Linked DNA regions of Xenopus tropicalis: region 2 is linked to region 1. A link is a contact called in public Hi-C data. All regions are on one chromosome and are shown on one strand. The core of a region is the stretch at or near the end of the contact, and the rest is flanking DNA. Distances in the headings are between cores, read along the strand shown. Region 1 holds the start of cenpf (centromere protein F). Region 2 overlaps ptpn14 (tyrosine-protein phosphatase non-receptor type 14).

The links. Hi-C and Micro-C count contacts between places; a contact is called where the count stands out from the background.
Region 2: a Hi-C map of brain shows a contact between it and region 1, with 2.6 times the contacts expected there. The contact joins the enhancer-like site here to the promoter of cenpf in region 1. A contact is called at or near these places in 2 of 5 Hi-C or Micro-C datasets (brain and gastrula embryo).

Annotation. Positions count from the first base shown.
Region 1 is chr5:13,499,907-13,503,005 of UCB_Xtro_10.0, forward strand. It overlaps cenpf (centromere protein F), which reads right to left and starts at 1,675. Exons shown (of 20, transcript XM_002934692.5): 1 at 1,428-1,675.
Region 2 is chr5:13,581,419-13,585,021 of UCB_Xtro_10.0, forward strand. ptpn14 (tyrosine-protein phosphatase non-receptor type 14) reads left to right here. Exons shown (of 19, transcript XM_031903076.1): 13 at 609-2,080. Among named protein-coding and RNA genes, the nearest start is that of smyd2, 39 kb to the right of the region's middle. Within about 2 kb of position 1,258, at least 1 of the 11 cell types and tissues checked has an H3K27ac peak or open chromatin away from gene starts, as enhancers often do.

The sequences.
Region 1 (3,099 bases), core at 425-2,924:
AACTACTATATATATTGCATGGGATACTTGTATCACTGGATGAGTTAGACTTGTGTAGGGACCCATAGGGTTAATGTTCCCCTATGGTGTTAAACCCTACCTTTTCTTCCTTGTCACTAGGCAGGATAAATGTATCTAGTTGGTGTTTACATATACCTGATTATTGGCCCAAGGCTAGACCAGACCCTACCACACTTTAATGTAGTGTGGAAGGAAGGGGTGGATCTTTCTTCTTGGCCTGCAGCATCTGACCTAAGTGGATGTCTCCAGGAAGCCTGGGATCCACAAGGCCAAGAAGTGTTAGGCTCTAAGAGGACAAATACCCTTAGTGAAGTTGGGGACAGGGCCCCGTGAACGAGGTAAAGCTAGAACAGGTTAAATAACACCATAGCACTTTCTAGGAAAGTGAGGAAGCCAGAACTTATCTAGAAAGAGCAGCTCATTTGCTCCACCCAGGAGAGAGAGTAAGGGCTCTGGCACACGGGGAGATTAGTCGCCCGCGACAAATCTCCCTGTTCGCAGGCGACTAATCTCCCCGAATTGCCATCCCACCGGCAAAAATGTAAATCGCTGGTGGGATGGCATACGCGGCGGCGCGATTCATATTTTCACCGGTGGGATGGCATTTTAGGGAGATTAGTCGCCTGTGAACAGGGAGATTTGCCCTGCATTACCACCTTTGTCTTGGACAAACAAACCATTATCTTTGTTTGCATGATCTCCTGGCGTCCATTCAATAATTTATTTAAGCATTTCACTACACAGTGGCAGTGGGAGGTGTAGTTATACAACACCTTCTATAAGCACCTTACATTTAGCGAAGGCCCATCCTGTTGCATCAGAGTCGCATGTACCCCATGCTCTATTACTAGCTGGATAGTTTGACTTTTACAGCCAAATAAGGGTTACACTTGTACAGTGAACACTCATTGGGGCATATTTATCAGGGAGTGACGCTCTCTGTTCATTTCTATAGGATTTTTACAAGGGTATTTAACAAAACGTTTTCGGCCATCAATAATAAATATAACCCCCCCCCCCCCAAAAAAAAATCTCATAGAAAGCAAGAGACAGCAGGGGAATTCTGAACTTTATTTTTGCACTTTGATCAATATGCCCCTAAGTACAGGTGCCAATCAGGTGGGTGGAACTATATGTTTATTTATAGAAGAGAAATGGATGCCCTACAGGGGGGCAACTGTGCCCAGCAAAACCAGCTAGTGGCACTAGTCGTGAACCCGACTCGTATAATATTCTCATAAAGGAGTAAAGGGGACACTGGTTCCCCTCCTTTTTATCCACTGCCCCCTGATGTTATTGAAGACCCATAGGTGGGATACTAAGGGCTATTTGCCATGCTCTGTATATTCCCTAAGACCCCTATAAGTGCCTGTGCCTTTTATTGACCTTTATGCATGTGCACTTACCTTGGAAGCAGATATCCGGGGGCCCGGTTGGCGGCTACACGACAAAAATAATTCCCCGTTTTCCCTGCGATCGCATTTCCCAATTCAAACGCCGCGCCGTCTAACAAAAACACATACACCAGCAGCCAGACAGCACGGAGGATAGGGAAGGCAATCGCTTCGGTGATTGGTCGAGAACTCCGGCCAGACTCGTCTCATTGGCGAAAGTTCACGATAGGCTTCTGCCGATTGGCTAATAGTCGTGTTGACGCATAGGAAGGGCGGGGCTTTCTGTTTGAATTGGAAGCGTGAAACTGTTGGAGCTTGACTATTGGATCCGCCCATCGCCTCAGGGTCTTCTCTGATTAGTAGCGGGTTGCGAGGTGATGACCAATAGGAGAGCGCTTAGGAGTGTTTAAAAGATGGCGCAAAACCAAGCGCTGTAAATTTAAAAATGGTGGATGGGTGGAAGGAACGCGTGTGTAATGGCGGCTCTGTAACAAACCAAGAGGCAGCGGGAGCGAGTATATAAACTTGTTACCGTATTGGCCGCGCACTGGCGCTATAGTTACAGGGGAGTAAGGGCTATTGGATAACGTGGGGAAGGGGGGAGACTACGGCAAAATGGCGACTATAGTGCGACAGTGCTGGGGTCCCTGCGTCAGCTACTGAAAAGCTATCTGTTTAGTTGACAATGTGCGGCCCTTTGGCTGCTGAGCCACAGCTCCCACTGCAATTTGCCTATTTCTACAAAAACTGAGGGCACAATGCCGTCTGGGGATCCAGTTGCCCGTGTGGCTCCATTGCCCGGTGGGCTCTGTTACACTCTGTGGGCAACTTCACATAGCCACAGGGCTCACACTCCCCATAGGGTTAATCTGCCCCTATGGCTTTAAACCCTACAACTTCCTTAGTCTTACCGTTACTGGGCAAAGACCCCGTGTATCGTGAATGTAGTGGTTGTTTGGGTTGAGCACTCCCTCTGCACTCCAATATAGTGTTTAGCAGGATGGTGGGTCTTCTGCTTTGGCTGCCTGTGTGTCTCAGGTGGAAGGTCCACTGAGCCTGGGATTAACAGGGCCCCAGTAAAGCCATTATTGCCCTAGAGTCATCATCTACTCTAGTGAAGTCGGGGACAGGAACCCTGTGAACGAGGACCAGTTAGATCAGGGGTAGGGAACCTATGGCTCGGGAGCCAGATGTGGCTTGTTGATGGCTGCATCTGGGTCACTGCCAAACCTTTAAAGGAACTGTAATATCAAAAAATTAAAGTGTTGTTGCTCTGCAAAAAACTGGTGTTTTTGCTACAGAAAAGCTACTAAATAAGCTGCTGTGTAGCCATGGGGGCAGCCATTCAAGCTGGAAAAAAGGAGAAAAGGCACAGGTTACATAGCAGATAACTAGTAGATAAGCCCCATATAATGGGGGTTTGTCTTTTATCTACTAAGTAACCTGTACCTTTTCTCCTTTGAATGGCTGCCCCCGGGGCTACACAGCAGCTTACTTATATAAACTATAGTAGTCTTTCTGAGGAAAACACACCAGTTGTAGCAACGCAGGGTGTTGGTGTTACTGTTCCTTTAATAAAAAAAATAATGGGCATGGCCTGCGCTCGACGGATAGATGTGTTCTAAGCCTTAGAACATGTCTTCTATCTGCCAAGCGCAGGCCACTCCCTCCTCTGCATCGCATC
Region 2 (3,603 bases), core at 8-2,507, 81 kb after region 1:
ACTGTCTCTAACTTGGCATCTCCATGTTGCTCCCTGTGTCTGTCTCAGGCCTTTGTCTCTTCATGTCTCTGCTTCTCTTCCCACTTCACAGTTTCTCTTCACATGCCTCTCTAGCTCTCTCCCCATCTCTCTGCTACACATATCTGTCTCTCTCCCCAACTCTATGCTACACATATGTCTCTTTCCCCATCTCTCTGCTACACATATGTCTCTTTCCCCATCTCTCTGCTACACATATCTGTCTCTCTCCCCAACTCTATGCTACACATATGTCTCTTTCCCCATCTCTCTGCTACACATATGTCTCTTTCCCCATCTCTCTGCTACACATATGTCTCTCTCCCCATCTCTCTGCTACACATATCTGTCTCTCTCCCCAACTCTATGCTACACATATGTCTCTTTCCCCATCTCTCTGCTACACATATGTCTCTTTCCCCATCTCTCTGCTACACATATGTCTCTTCCCCCATCTCTCTGCTATTGCAGTTACATTTTACTTTTTATGTTCGTTTTTTTTTTTTTTAAAACTCTCTTAATGTTCATTTTTTTTAAAACTCTCTTTGTAATCCTACCGTGTATTGAACTTATAACCCTTTTCCTTTCAGACAACATTTTCCACATGAACGAGGATGCATTTAATTACAGGTCCCAGACCAGTTTAGATCGGTATCTGGACCCTAATTTCATTAATGGCACATTAGTAAACGGAAGTGATTCCAGTGCTCACAGCATAAACTCCTTGAACCGTTCACAGAATTTCATTCAGGCTTCTCCCATGTCCTCCAGTCTGAGCATCCAAAGCAACGACATCATGAGGGCTGACTATATCCCCAGTTACAGACATAGCGCCATAATAGCGCCTTCCTACCGCCCAACGCCAGACTATGAGACTGTAATGAGGCAAATGAACAGAGGGATAATTCCCATGGATTGCCAAAGTCAGTCATTAAGAAACCTTAACATTGGCAATACACATGCTTACAGGCACCGGGAAAACTTGGTGTACAGTCAACCTGAAATTCAGGAGAGGCATGCCTATGTCCCACCATATGTACCTCAGACAGCCTATACCAATGTCCTTATCAATCCCATTGAACAAATAAACCCAACCAAGGTGACATCGAATCAAGCGAAAGCTATTTCCCACACGGTCAGCACACCAGAACTGGCAAATGTACCACCGCAGGCTGTTCAGTCTGCAGCCCTTATGCTAAAGAACTTCTTATCAAGGCCCCCACCTCCCTATCCCCCTACACGTCCTGCCAGCAGCACCCCTGATTTAGCAAGTCATCGGCAGAAACGCGTCAGCGGCAGCAGCCCTGATTTAGTGACCAGAAAAGTTCAACAGTCGGTTAAAACATTCCAAGAGGACAGCGCGCCTGTAGTGCACCAGTCTCTCCAAGAGGTCAGCGAGCCCTTAATGATGGTTAAACCTCACCCGTCGGTGAACAAGTGCCACAGCTTTGAAGTCATTACAAACATGGTACGTGGAATGGAAGCCATGGCCTTAAAGACAATGAATGCCCATCTTCCACGTAGAAACACGCTACGGGAGCAGGTCCCCACAGAGGAATCCATGCAAAAAGCACATGAGGTTCAGCAGCTCCCAATGTACCACCATAAGAAGAACATTTCAGATGCCACCATGTTAATACTTAGTAGTGAGAGCGAGGAGGAAGAAGAACCCCACAAATCTGTATCTCCGACATCACCCCTCCAAGGAATGGCTTATAGTGCTCAGTTACAAGCGGCATTGGCTCGGATTCCAAAGAAGCCACCTCCAGAGTATCCAGGTCCTAGGAAAAGTATTAGCAATGGAGCACTGAGGCACGAATCCTCAAATATTTCCTCTGTTATAGCCAGAGCCAAAGCAATGAGCCAGAGGCCATGCCAGGCTGCCTGTATCTCTAAAACTGAACCGGCAGCTATGAATGGCTCCTCCCTCGGGCCTTCTATTTCCGAACCCGACCTTACATGTGTGAAAGAGAGGATCAAGAAAGAACCGGTGAAGGAACGGCCGGTGTCTGAAATGTTTTCCATTGAGGATGTGATTGTGGAAAGAGAAATAATGATGAGGGTGAGTAGTAAGGTTTGCAGAGATTTATGGCTAATTAAGGGCTGTGCTTGCAGATTATTACCATCTTTAGTTGCATGTAGAGTCCTCGGCATGATTCTGTACACAAAGACATTGGATTATAGATGTTTTTTGTAACTATGGGCTTTCCCATCAACTATAGATGAGTTACAATCTCCTAGGAAAAGTATCCGTGAAGGAATGTAGGGAGTATGGATGTGTTAGAAGTGGTTTGAATCCACCCAGGCTAGAAAAGATGGGCTGAAACATTAGGGCTCTCTGTAGCCACCAAAAATACAGTGGTTTGTAGGCTCTTCCAGGACAGGACATAGAGCATAGAGATATTCAACCTCTAGTACAGCTTTTAGTACCAGGAAGGGAGTGACTTGTACTTGTAGACCCACAGGTTGGAATTTATGATAATATTGACTAAATACATAATGTGGACTGCACTGGTCCACATTAAACAGACCTTTAACATGTCATACACTGACAGAACAGATGGGGTGGAAGGGTTAATCTTTTAATACGTTAAACCATCAAAAGGGCAATTGAAAAGGGGTGGTCCACCTTAAAATTAACTTTCAGTGTCATGTAGAGATTGTTATTCTGAAACAATTTGCAAATGGTCTTCTTCTTTTTTTTATATTGTCATATTTGAATTGTTCAGCTGCTCTTCATGTTGGGATTTCAGCAGCTATCTGGTTGCTAGGGTCCAAATTACCCTAGAACTCAGGTTTACTTGGAAGCGTTGAACTTGATGGACTGGTTATTTTTCAACCCTCTGTAACTAACTATGAAAGACTGGAATATAAATGGGAGAGGGACTGAATAGAAAGATAAGTAATAAAAAGTAACGATAACAATAAAATTGTAGCCTCACAAAACAATCATTTTTTTTGGCTGATGGGGTCAGTGACCCCCATTTGAAAGCAGGAAAGAGGCAGATAATTAAATCAAATAATTCAAAAACTAAAAGAAGTAAAAAATGAAGACCATTTGAAAAGTTGCTAAGAATCAGCCATCCTATAACATATTAAAAAAGAAAAAGGATTTCAGTGCTAAGGCATAAGGATTGCTGTCTTTTAATACCTTAAACCATTAAAAGGGCAATTGAAAAGGGGTAGTCCACCTTAAAATTAACTTTTAGTGCCATGTAGAGATTGTTATTCTGAAACAATTTGCAATTGGTCTTCTTTTTTTATATTGTCATATTTAAATTGTTCAGCAGCTCTCCATTTTGGGATTTCAGCAGCTATCTGGTTGTTAGGGTCCATATTACCCTAGCAACCAGGTTTACTTGGAAGGGTTGAACTTGATGGACTTTTTCAGCTCTATGTAACTAACTATGAAAGACTGGAATATGAATAGGAGAGGGCCTGAATAGAAAGATTAGTAATAAAAAGTAACAATAACAATAAAATTGTAGCCTCACAAAACAATCATTTATTTGGCTGATGGGGTCAGTGACCCCATTTGAAAGCAGGAAAGAGGCTGAAGAGGAAGTCAAATAAATAAATCAAATA